Regions from separate parts of the Rattus norvegicus genome. Here region 1 is linked to region 2. The links are chromatin contacts, called in public Hi-C maps. All regions are on one chromosome and are shown on one strand. Each heading gives the region's core, a stretch centred on a gene start, on an enhancer-like site or on the middle of the called end of the contact. The rest is flanking DNA. Distances are from core to core; before and after follow the strand shown.

Evidence for each region. Hi-C and Micro-C count contacts between places; a contact is called where the count stands out from the background.
Region 1: a contact with region 2 is called in a Hi-C map of frontal cortex, with 2.3 times the contacts expected there. The contact joins the promoter of Fat3 here to the enhancer-like site in region 2. A contact is called at or near these places in 1 of 12 Hi-C or Micro-C datasets (frontal cortex) and 1 of 1 datasets of contacts at active chromatin or transcription factors (oligodendrocytes).

What each region holds. Positions count from the first base shown.
Region 1 is chr8:21,551,338-21,558,230 of GRCr8, forward strand. It overlaps Fat3 (FAT atypical cadherin 3), which reads right to left and starts at 3,903. Exons shown (of 28, transcript NM_001413472.1): 1 at 3,723-3,903.
Region 2 is chr8:21,077,390-21,083,856 of GRCr8, forward strand. It overlaps Fat3 (FAT atypical cadherin 3), which reads right to left. Exons shown (of 28, transcript NM_001413472.1): 7 at 779-918. Among named protein-coding and RNA genes, the nearest start is that of Mtnr1b, 150 kb to the left of the region's middle. Within about 2 kb of position 4,657, at least 6 of the 93 cell types and tissues checked have an H3K27ac peak or open chromatin away from gene starts, as enhancers often do.

The DNA of each region.
Region 1 (6,893 bases), core at 2,653-5,152, 470 kb after region 2:
GACTATAGAGTAATCTTCAATTTCTGATTTTCTTGCCTCCATAACCTGAGTGCTGAGACTATACAACTGAAGGCTCCTTTATTTTAAATTCCCTTTCCAATCCTAGTGTCTCTCCAGTCAGCAAAGACGGGGTTCACCAATACCACTGCTGCAATTAAAAAAAATCAATATAAAGGAGAAGCTCGGCCTGAGCCAAGGAGATGAACTCTACTCAATGTTCTTGCAGCAGGACACTAGAGGTGACTCAGTGGAAAACACCAGACATCCCCTAGGATGGTTCCCTCTTTCTATCACTGGCCTGGACAAATTCAAGGCACAGAGAAACAGCTGTCCTAACTCCAAGAGAAAAGGCCACAAGGTTGTTGGTCTGTGATGAACCATTCACACTCCACAGATCACCCTGGTAGGTTATGATTGAACAATCCTCCCGAATGACGGTTGCCCATTTCCTTCTATGTGACATAATCTACCTAGATTAAGAGCAGTACCTTCCCCCAGCATGGGAAGAATGTAAGGATGATAACACAGACTGCTACTGTTCTTCTGTGAGTAAGAAGAACCCTTGCTTTACAAAAATCTGTGAGCTAGCAAAACACACAGGTCAGTGGGTGCCCCACCCCCATTCCCATTTATTGCTACTCGTTTCATTCCTTAGTAGCTCAGCACAAATATAATTGCTGCTTAACAGACTGACTGGGTCCTGAATATTTAAAAATTCCCAAAATGTCTCTGCCAGGAGCCAGAAAAAATAAAAATGGAAAGAAGCAGAGAGCGGGTGGAGACTGGAAAACCAGTCTACAGTCAACAAACGCTGGCTGTGAAAGTCATGCAGTGAGGAGCGCTGGGGCCAGCTCAGCAGCTGACCAGTTTCTCATCTCACTGCTAGCTGTCTCTCACTCCGAGTTTTGTACGGCTCAGATATGAAGACGTTATAACATGGACAGTCCTGGGAACTTTCTCCTTCCGGTGCACAGTGCAGAGAAACCCACTCCAACCACATTTGTTGTCCAAGTTCCAGAGAGGACAATGGGGATTCCTGATCTAACTGGTTTTGATTATTTGCTTTATTTCTCGAAAGCAACTTGTCTCCCTATCCAATGCTAAGGAAAAAGGACAATTGAACTCCTCACCCACACCAACCCAACTACATAAAATCATATCAAGGAGAAGTTATGATACGTTTAAAAAACTCTTTGTCTCCTGGTGCCCTGTTTACCTTGCATGCTTTTTTAAAAATTTTACTTTTTAAGTCTCCCCGTGCAACTGTCCAATTTTTAATAATAATAGCAAACAGAAAGAGGCTTGGAGTGTAGGATAGAAGCCATCAATGACCTGCACATTTTAGGAGCGCTAATTATTTCTACTTCTCGATCTCCGCTCTGTCTCTTCTCTCCCTCCCATCTCCTCCCTTTCTTTCTGATGAGATTCAGTCTCCACAGCAGACTGAGCTCCCTCCTCCACTTCCCATCCCCGCCCCCACTCAAGCACTGGGTAACCCGGAGTTGGACTCCTGCAGCAGCCAGAGAACCCGTGTGCTCTCTGAGATGCCGGCCTCTGGGTCCTCCATTCCTGGATGGCAGTTCTCCCTTTCCATGCCCTGAATCAAGCAGCTTTGCCTGCAGTATGTCTGGCCTGTTTTGTCTTTCTACATTTTTTTAAAAAACTCGGCCCGGGCGCAATCAAATCCTGGCAACAAAGCCCAGAGCTCAAAGCCACAGAGGTGGACTGGCGGCCAGCTCCCGCCCCTCCTCCCACCGCCCAAACTCGCTTTTGAAAAGACAAGCGTCGGGCCAGAAAATTAATGTGTGGATGAAAAGGAGGATAAAAGACTGGGACGCGAGTGTCCACGAGTGCTGTGGGCTTTGCAGGTTTTTTTTAAATATATACATAGACCTTTTAAACACGAAGGCCTAAAAGCTAGGAAACCACTTCAGAGAGCCGTTCGGGAGCCGACCCCGGTGGGCGCACGGGTCCCGCCCCGCTCCCTCCCCCCTCTGGCTGAGCGGGAGAGAGCGGGTGCTTGGCGCGATTTGTCTGACACTTGTAAATGGAAGTGGAATCCAACTTGGAAGTAAACGCGCCAGAGTCTGGGGGCGGGGAAGAAGGGAAGGCAGAGAAAGGGTTCTTCCATCCTCAGCCTAGTCCAGTGTCCCTCCCTCCAGCCGCTGTGCCGAGGATAACGGAATACCACCACCGGGATTCAGGTCCGGAGCGCAAGCGGCGGCGACGTGGGTCTCCTTGAGGGAGGCTGGAGCCACTGGCTGCCCTAGGACGCGCATGCCAGTGCTTCTTGCTTCTGGGAGACTCCCAGCCACCTCCGCACCTTCTCTGTCTCTGTAGCCTATTCCTACCTTCACGTTCATTTATGGATACCCTCATTTCCGAGCTTGCTCGTTATTGTACCTCAAGGTGGGTGCTATCGCCAGCACGTACATCTAGGAGCGCCCCCTTTCCTCTGGTAGCAAGAGCCAAGAGATGTGCCTTCAGCGCTCCGTGCAACACCCGGCCCTCTGCATCCCACCCTCTCTCCGAGCGCACCACAGCTCCCAAGAGCTGGGCAGAGGAAAACAACATAAGTTGCTTTCCGCAAAGTCTAATCTTGGCCAGTGTTTAAACATTTCCGAAAATACACGCGACAAGAGTCGGCTAGTGGGAGAAACAGTGACCGCGTTATACTGCCAAAAAGACCCGGGCTCGCCACCTCTCTCCAGCCTGCCCTGATGCATTTTAGCTCAGCGACCCCAGCTGGTCAAGTCCTCTCGCTCACCAAGCGCCACGCGAAATCTGTCCACTCCCCCTCTGTCACCTCCAGCCAGCTCCCTAAGATCCCCAACTGCACTCCGGCAAGCCAATGGTTCCTTTTGCACACCTTCGGGAAAGGACTCGCGGCGCGCCACACTGAGCCTTCAACGTGCCCACAAGGAGCAGCAAGGGCTGTTCAGCATCCCTGGGATGACCAGACTAGCGCTATTCTCTTTTCAAATAGCACAGCCAGTCCTGACGCCCGCCAAAAATCATGCGTTCTCCCAAACCATTCGTGTTCATCTTCCCGTCAAAACAACAGGGATCCGCTCCTGGCATCTCGGCCAAACTGTCGCACCGGTTCAAAGTCGGGTGTCATTTAGAACCTTTCACAACCCGACAAGACTCAGACGTATACAGAGGACCAGCGAACAGTCCAGGCTACCCTTTCTGCTCCGTGGAAGTGGAGGCTGGGCTCTTTGCTCCGCGCATAGCCTCCTTTAGCATGCACCCAACTTGCGCCTCTGGGTCCTGCAAGTGCATCCATTGGCTTCAGCGCCTCTTCCCATTGAGTGCTGCAAGCGCCAGCAACCCAGCCTGATCTCATCCACCTGCAGCCAGCGGCCAAAGCTCAGTGAGGACTCAGAGCTCCGTGCAGAGACCTGCGAGCCCTCCCTCCTCTTATTCCTAGCCCTAAACTTAACCAACTCCGGTGCCATTTCCTGGCTCCTGCCGCAGGGCTAAGTCTCCCTGGGTTCCAGCTGGTAGCTGTAATGACCACAGCTCCAGGCAGCGACCAAGCAGGAACTTTACATGGTGAAAAGTTTCCCCCCACTCTCTCTCTCTCTCTGAGAGCTTTAGCTTTCCGGACCACCCATCACAGCCTCTCTGTAACCAGGTAGCTGAGGCTGTTCTGAGAAAGGTGCACCCCAGCCGGTGCACCATGCACCCGAACAAGCATGCTAAAAATCCCCACGCACCCTTGCCTCGGTCAGCGATCCTCCTCTGCACCCGGCGTGTCCTCGGTGGTCTTCCTTTCAAGCCTAGGGCGAGCTGGCCACCCCGCCGCCTCCGCCGCAGTGCTCGCCGCGTGCTCCCGGCTGAGGCTGGGGCGGCGAGCGGAGGCGCTTGGCGCTCAGGACGCCGCCACTGCTGCGGGTTGGCGGCGGAGGAGGGGAGTCTGAGGAGGATGGAGGCGGGAGGGGTGGGGAACCCGGGAGCGAGGTCCCAACGCGCAGCCCTGATCACAGCGCAGCCTGCCGGGAGGAGCGATTTCTCGCGTCTGCTCTAGGCAGCTTGCACCGCTACTGCCGACTGTGGAGCGGCACCGGGTTCTCCATCGCCGCCGCAGCAGCCGCACTGCCAACCCCCTAGCTTCGCTGTCTCCTCCCTCCCGCAGAGCCCGGTCCTCCGAGGGGTGGGGGTGGGGGGATGACCAGAGATCTCCGAGCGCCACCCGAAGACAAGGGGAGCAGGAGGGGGGCAGGGAGACCCGGCGGCCAGCAGGAGGACGCTCTGGGCGCCTCGCCTGGAAGCTGGACTAATTTTAGAGCAGAGGCATCCTCCAACCATAGCTTGGCTGGAAGAACGCACCAAAGCCAGCCTGACGTTTTCAGAGAGCACGCACACACCGCACTCAAGCTGCCCTGCGCTTCAGCCCTCTGCCTAGAGTGCACTAGACTTCTCCGGACCAGATGAGGAAACCGAGGCACGATGAGGCCAACATGGTTTTACCCAAGCTCCTCTGGGTACTTTGAAGCGCAGTGGGGCATAACTATTAAACATTGTGCCTCCTGCTGCCCACACGGGACTTGCATTTTTTTTTCCCACACATTTTCCGATTACCGGGATCACCTTTGTGTGGGAGAGAATCAGACTAAAAAGTAACATGACTCATCACCCCCACCCATTCTGCAACACCGTGGGGTGTGAAGACATTCAGAGCAGGAGTGAGTGAACAGTCTCCAGGGAGTCAGGCAGCACCAGCTGGTGGACTCTCTAGTTCCTTTAACTTCTGGATCATCCTCACAAGTCTGAGGACTCAGGTCCCTCCGCCCCCCTCCAATTGCTCCAGTAGAGCTACACTTCAGCCTATCTTCCGGTTCTGTGAGCTCTGAAACATCCCTAACAACCTCCTGCCCGGGTAAACTCGCGCCAGCGCCACGCCTTCACCCCACCCCCACCCCAGTACAGCAAATCACTTCTGTCTAAAGCAGGCTTTCATCCCAGGGGGTGGTTTCTAGGGTGCTCTCTCCCAGGCAGCTCCCTTGGAACTCTGGGACTGAGCACTAACTCCAAGAGAGATGCACCTGCAAACATGCTTTATAGAGAAAATCGGTTTTTCCCCCCTGAATTTCCCTTTGGGGCGCACGGTCTGTCGCTGCTAAAAGTCTTTGTGCTTGGTCACCTTTGAAGAGCTCCTAGAATTACCTTTCTGGTCTTCCTCTCCCAAGCCTGGGTCCTTAAGGCTCTAAAAAGCCCTCCACTCTCAGTAGGTGGGAGGTTCCCCTTGAAAGCCTTCTGCAGCCTTCTGCACTGCCTTGACTGCCCCATAAAGCACTGCATGCTCTGCTCGCTTGCCTTGAGCGGTTAATGGAAATACTAAGGAATACTGACAGCTAGCCATACATCAACTAATTCCAGGCCAGAAGCATGATGCTATCCAGGGCTTCACCGTCTCAAAGGCCAGAAGAAAAGTTACCTGCTCTCCAATTATGTCTTTTGCATAATTTTATTCTGATTTTATTTTTTTTATCCAGGCAATTTCTTGGGCATTAAAAGTTTATTGCGGAATAAATATGCTCCCGGTATGGTGTATTCCTTGTGACTGACCCAAGGCTGCTAGTATTACATCAAAGATTTTAATGAATCAAGCATTTCCCATTCTAGTGCTTCTGTGGAAGGACTAGGAGAGTTATAGCCTGGAGCCAGCCACTTTCGGTCGAGTCAGCTGGTGGCTGGATAGCTCCTGGGATGCACAGGGAGCTGGTGTTGGCAGCGGGATAGGCCATCTTCCACCTCCTTCCTGGGAAGCTGGCCAGGTAACAGAAGAAGCACGGATGCTAAGGGAGTCCAGCCCCTCCAAAGACTTTCTTATGCCTCGGAGGCACTTTACCCATAAGTGCGGAAATCTGTCTAACTCTCTGCCTCCTGCCTTCAGGCAGAGCGTAGGTAGTAAAGTAAACGGTTTCTACTCCCCGGGCAGAAATGGGTTGTGGCAACTTGGGGGAAAATGACTGTCTGCAAGGGGGTGAAATGGTTCATTCAGTGGGACACCCTCGTTGATATCAGAAAAACAACTATTTTTTTATAACATAATCTACTATGGACCTGTGATATTGGGGTCCCATCATTGATAAAATTATGAACTTAATGAAGGAAACAAAGAGATGTATAATACTTAAATTTCCATTCACAGCACCCTGTATAAATCCTAGTGTAGGGAATAAATATATTAAATAGTCAAATAATAAACAAGGGAACGCATGAGAGGTCTCTGTTAGACTTGACAACACAGGAAAGAGCCCGAGATCGACAAACCAAAAGTCTATAATCATGTCATACTTCAGAAGTCTCACTCCACATCCTCTGGGCCTTATCTCTCCCTCCAGACCACTGACCAAACAGCGTTCTCATCTGGATTCCTGCAAGCCGTAGTAATAGTGCTGTAGCCTGGACCACTCTTACAGCTCACTCTCCACCCAGAGTCTCCTGAAATGCCCATATAAATGCAAACCTAGACAAGTAGGAGATTAGGCACTGAGAGATCCTCTGTGAAGAAGACTTGAGAGTGTTTGGCAATATGCATGACTCTCTGCTACAGATGAGGGAGGCACATAGTGTTCCACATGGCTTCTGGGGTGCTCCTGCTGTAGGAGGCAGTCATCAGCTTGGCTGTACAAACTTCTTTTCTCTGGTCCTGGCTCTTTGACCTTCTTGTGCCTCTGAGATCACACACTCCAGAATTTTTGCCACCAAAAAAGCTTTAAGATTTATGTAGGCTTAGACTTTTTTCAAAACCTACTTTATTCAGGGTTCTTAAATGTATCATCTTCCCCTTTAACCCGCTGACCAGAGGTAGGGGGAAAGGTTAGTATGACAAGGGTTTTGTAACCTGTTTAGAAGTAGCAGTTCCTTGAGGAGATTCCACT
Region 2 (6,467 bases), core at 3,407-5,906:
AGGCACTGAATAACAACCCCCCCAAAATCTTATATTCAAGGTAAATCCACTGTGCTAAGTGCTACTAGCATTGTGTTAGTCCCACTTGGGAACATGTTCTGAGGGGTTTGGAATCACAGAGAAGCCCAGAAGTTTTCTTCTCATTCTCAGCGTCTTTCATATGAACTGAAGAGGCACAGCAGAAGTTTCTCAACCCCAGATGTATGGTAGCATCACTAGGACCTCTGGGGCTGTATATCAGCTATTTGGACCTGCTCATACCAGGCTCTATGTCAGAGGGTACCGTGTGCAGTTGGGATAGAGAACCCACAGCACAAGGCTATGTGAATACCCAGCCCTCACTTTTCTCCTTTACTGAGGCTGTTTGATCTTGGCTTCTGTAACTTCCATTTCAGTATGTAATTGAATATGGACTCTTAGGTATCTACAGTTTTAAATTTCAGTGACATGAAATGAGGAGGGGAAGAATCTCATGCTTTGCTAACACAGACAACATGCGTTGTAAGTTGACCGTTGTCAAAGAGAACCCTACTGTAAATGACCAGGAAACAGATCCACATCACTCTTGAATACACAACCAACCACAGTTGACTTGCACGAAGCAGCCAAATTCTGTATCCCCAATAGAACCCTTTGTCTCAGTTGTTCACTCAAGCAATTTTCTGAACAAAAGAAACCATGTCCATAATTTATTACTCCCTGAATCTATTTTTCCATGGCTTCTGTTCTTCTCTTTAGCAGATATTCACACATTGTTGTTAGTAGCTTAACATCTTACCTGAGTGACAGCAACATTTGTTCCATCGGTGACCTCCACGCTCATGTTGTAGACTGACCTTTGCTCTGCATCCAAAGGCTTTGCAATGACAATTGTTCCAACACCCTTCTCTGCATCAAAAGAGCTGTCAAAATTCCCCCCTGATGATTTCACAGAAACAACACAAAGTTAGCACATCTGAGAAGATATTAAGTATATGGAGGCATATATCTTTACAGGGTGCTTTTATATAGATCTATTTTCTGGCAGGCATCCCTATGGCTCAATTTCATAAAGCTCTAATGGGACTTTACTATTTCTATCTTAATTTATATTTCAAAGGCCATCCTCTATAAGCATAACAAATGCCCAAAAACAATGTATTGTAAATAAAACCCTCCACAGTAATGTTAGAGAGGTGGAGCAGAAGCTGATCCCTAAAAGGCAGAGGGGGAAGATCAACAGCCCTCCAGCCTGTCTCAGCCACCATGCTGGGAACCTGGGGAACACTTTAGATTTTTCTCTAGAAGAATACATTCTAAATAAGAAGAACTATTCCAATTACAACGAATACAAGTGATTTGAAACTTTTAGGTCTGTTCTAGGATTGTTGGTAAACATTTGGCTGGTTAGAACTTTAAAGTCCCTCAATTAAATGTCAGAAATAAAATTATGAATACAGGAAGATAAGAAAAATTATAAAAATGAATTTCATATGAAATATCTCTGAATATTTCGATATTCAGAGAAATGTTTTTGACCACTTGGCAGTGTAAATGAACTCTCTCCCAAGAGGATGATGATTTCACAACACATTGACATAAACTCTGAGAGGTAAATAGATGTTATATTGCTAATATAACACTAGTGGACTTCTAAGGCAATTTACACAAAGGTTTAGAAAAATTGTCATCTGTTCTTTTATTTTGAATGACATACTTAAGATAGCACTAGAATTGTGACTTTTTTGTCTCTGAACAGAATTGTCACTTACAAATCTTCCAAATTGGATACATTTGTAAAGTGGGAGAAACGATAACAGTCTAAGCATTGAAAAAAAGTTTAAATGTCAGTATATGTTCACCATCACTATTTATTTTTGTCTGAAAATGCATGTGCGAAATACATTCAGTTTCGGATGGTAATTTCATTTAACTTTAGTATGTAGGGCAATGTATTTATTGAATTTCATATTTTAGAAAAGAAAAGCTTGGTTTTACTTATATCCTATAGTCTTTCATTTTACTTTTCTGTCTTGAGCACTATGTTTTCATGATTACAATATTATAATCCTAAGTGGGTGGATGAGGAAAGGGGTGGAGAGTCACATCGTATGACTGGCATTTGTCCTGCAGCGACAAAAGTAAATACTAAGGTTTACTTTCTAAAAATGTAGTCATGTGTGTTCCAAGTACCAACCGATGCAGGTACCATGTTCACTGAGTATTATTTAACTACTGGAGAGAACATAATTGTCTTTGACATTTAATTAAAGCTGTGGAGATACGGGGGTACCGGAGAATTGCTTAGAGATGATATAGTTCTCAAAAACTTCATCTAAAGACTCATCCTCCAATTAATGTCATTTAATTGATGTACTGAGAAGCATGAGATGCTAAGTCCAGAAAAAGGGTTTCGAGTGCTCCGAAGAAGAGGAGGTTCCTAGCATGTGGAGAGAAGTGGGTCTTAGAGGGATGCCTCTCCTTGAAGAGAATGTGTTCTCAAGGAACATGTGAAATAAAACAGAAAGTTGGGGTGGGTGGCGTGGGTGGTGTGGGCAAGTCATCTCACGTAACAAGGCAAATCATTCACCTATAAGAGGTAAATGCTGGAAAAAAAACCCAAAACTGACCAACCAACAAAAAAACCTTTGTCATGGAAACCCTCAAAGAAAAGTGATAAGAACCCGTGAAGACAAGGATACGGACTTCTCAAGTGGCTTCTGGGGAGTATTACCTCACGGTTTTAATCCCAGCTCAGCCAACTTTAGACTTTGCGGTGCTGTTCACTTTCCCAAATATAGAGACTGAGACTTTTATTTTAAGCTGTTGTTTTTGGGGGAGTAGTGTTCATTCTCCAGGGTCAGTTATTCAAGAAAGGCAAACATTTGTGGGTCAAACAAAGAACTGTGCAAATGATTCTCTCTATCTGAAAACATTTGCATATTTATGTGGTGTAGATTGTATGCTTTTTCATAACTTTTGTTCTTGTTAATACTTTGGTCACTTTCGCAAGTTTCTGTTTTGTTTTTATAATCCTCTCTTTTCCTCTTGGCATGGATGTGCCATGTGTGTATTTGGTGCTCCAGATGAGAAACTTCTGATTCCATAGGAGAGAGAGAGAGAGGCCATTAGCATCTTTGGCACCTTTTCGCTAATGTGGCCAGCATACTATACTTCTCTTTTCTAAAGACATTTGCTCCTAGTTAAGCCAAGACTTTATTTAAATCAAAATCTTCCTAAGTTTTCAAATGAATTTCTGACAAGGGACACAGAATCTAGACCAGCCGTTCACCATCAACCCACACACAATTTAATAACCTACACTTAAGCATCCTATTTCATAAACGACTCCATGCCTTTCCCCCAGGTCATGTTTATCCGGGCTCCCTTTTAGCCTGAAAGGTGATTTCAATTTTGTGGGAAAACAAGTCCAAATCATCTGGGGTGAGACTATCAATCAAAGGAGTCCAACTTCACTCTCAACATTCCGTTTAAACAAGATGTGCTTCCTCAGAGCCAGTAACAGAACATGCAAAGCCAGAGTGTGCTGGGTGCAACAGCATGAGGCCAAATAAAAGGTGGGCAGAAAAGGACACTGCAGAGCTGGCCCGAGTCCCAAAAAGGTGGGGTTCAGAAATGTCACAGCCTATGCATTGCTGCGGGGGGGTGGGGTGGGTGCGGCAGAGATAGTTAAAAGCGAGGTTGTGAACAGCCCACATGACAGTCATTCACTTTAGGGACAATCCTCTTGACTGCTTTTAGTCAAGACAGGTGTCATGGAATAAAAAGGAGCAGAAGAGGCACCCTGGATTTCTGTTACGATATTATAAAATTTAATGGATCAAGGGGGAGGGTCCTGAAAAGGCTCTAAAAATAGGATGCGAATAAAAACAGTGGCAGCCCCCGTCTACAGTCCATTTCGCTGGGGGAATGAGTGAGTTGAGCTTTTCTTTAAAGGTGGGTATCCCATTTGAGACTTTTAGATTACATCATCTCTTAGCCTCAAAATGCTGAACACTCCTGACCAAGGAGAAGGCTTCTGCCGGTGCCATTTCTGCTAAGAGACTCAGGGATGAAAATGGAACAGATTCTCCTGTAGAGAAGCGTCCAGGTTCTTCCTCTAGAAAATAACTCCACTCTTGCCCATGTAATTGAAAAAATGCCAACCCAAATCTAGGAGTCACCCAGGGGGAGGTGTGACTGAGAAGCTTCCAAAACCCTGAGCAACTGAATCTCAATGAACGGAGGGAGCCGTGCACAAGCTGTTCGTTCAAGTTCAGCATGTACACCCAACTGAAGGAAAGACATTCTGTGCCAGTGACGGTGTGATCATGAATAATTTTCTGCCTTGGAATGAAGCAAGCACACAGCAGGCTGATATTTCAATGGAGGGCAGGAGCTGGAGGGCAGGAAAGGGTGGTAGGAAGGAGTAACAACAGAAAAACCCTAGACTTGAGTCCAAGGCCCCTTTTCTTAAGATAATTAATATGAAGTAGTTTGGGGCCTTAATTGTTTTTCTAAAATTTCTCCAGTATGATTCCATAAATGAGATCAGTGCCAAAAAGAAAAGCAGGTCTTGCCTGAGATCAAGTTAGGGGATGAAAGCAGAGTAAGGGGAATGGAGTGTTTGATGTCCTTTGACTAGCTGAGCAGAATTTACTCTGTTGGGAGAGCAGCTGAGTTATAAACAGATGGGGATTCTCTAGATACTGGCTAGGTGAGAGGTGGTGATGGAGAAATGTGGCTGCCAGGTTAGGAAAAGTCCAGAGGTGCCCAAGCTCTGAGTTACGACTAGCCTTATGTGGACTGAGGGCCAAGGTAGCCCTTGTCTACCTGCAGCACAGAAAGATGTCTGAGAGGCTAGAACAGAGATTCATGTTAATATACCCTTTCTCCTTCCTGAGAAAGCAAATCAGAGCAAAGTTCGTGTGCTTCCTATTTGGAAGGTGAAACATGTTTCTACGATGATTCGGTAAAAACTAAAGTCAGGTAAAAACTGGAAGGCAGCATGCCTCAGTTTTGAATACAAAGTTGTTAATGATGGCAGCCTTTACAATTCAAATATTTGCTATCAGGATAGGATTCAGGGGCTGAGCTGAGAACCAGATTGCCTGCACATTGGAGGTATGTAAATCAAAGAATGTCTGAGGGGACGCCAGAGCCTCCTGAGAAGTGTGAAGATACCTGGCGAAGCCGCAAAGGATTGTGGGTTATTTTTGTTCCCTTCATTTTCTTTCCCTGTTATAAAGGAAAGGAAGCATGCTGTGTGTTGGGCTGTTTAAATCCACAACAGCTGAACTTTATTATGTTGCCTTTTAATTACAGCTTCTTAGCTTGGTTATAAGTAGGGCTTGTTTCTGAGAGCAGAAGGATCTCACTACAGAAGAAACCCAGTTTCTTTGGAGTTGAGAAAAACGCAAGTGTTTAGGCTTGGGGACAAAATGCTGCTCATACGGAGTTCCTGGGACTTTGTGTTCTGGTAGGAGGTAAGGAAATTCAGTCAAAATCAGAGCCCTGGAAGTCTGAAAATGTGCAAGTGAGAATATGCTCTCAAGGGGAAGGAAAGGCAGGCTGAAACACCATCTTTGTCTCCTGAATGAGGTTTCACCAGGTTGAGCAGTTTAAAGATGGGCATGCCAGATGAGGATTTTCTGCCCTAAGCCTCTCAGTGTGTTCTTCAAGGGTGTCCGAATACACTAGATTTATGGTGTGATCTTGGGTTGACTTATTCTTCACAAGAGGATTTGGACAAAACCTCAAGCAGGAGGCTGCTTTTTGAATCCATGTTGAGCTTCCTTACCTCATGTTTATTCTCTGTCTCCCTGCAGAGCTCACAGATGGGCATTAGGTGCCAAGGGGCACTGCCCACTCTCAGTTCCCTCTGTGCTAGTTTGATCAGTGATGATGCTTAGGCAAGGGGGAAAGGAAGATTCACAAGGGGTAAAATTGGACAGTGAGGATGAAACACCTGAGGCTGATAAAGCAAACAAAAGGTTTTAAAAGAAGGAAGAGGATGTCAGCACAGCGGGTAAATTATGACTCAGGCAGGCGAGCCATATTTGTAGGAGATTTGATAAAGGCGATCATCTCTACTGCAAACCACCAGCACCTGGGAAATGACTCAAAGTTCCACAGAGCTGGCATTTAAAGACATTGTTGGCTGAACCTGGGGATGGAAATAAAATCATGATCTGTTTGGGCAGGAGGCCCAGTAACTTCAATTTGTAGAAGAAATTTAGCAATCTGTTATCAGATTCACAGAGAAATGTCTGTGATGGAGGGTTCCAGATCAGGGGACAGTCCTGGCAGCCTTCATTGAGAAAACTCCTCTCATTCGTACAGTAGAATGGATGAGGTGGGGGTGAGGGGAAGCAGAATCTATGGAGAAGGAAAGTGCTTAGGAGTACAAGGATAAAGGAGCCATGATAGTTATGGCCGCACTTTGCATATGGTTTCTGGATTAGGGATTATTGTGAATGCAGATGCAG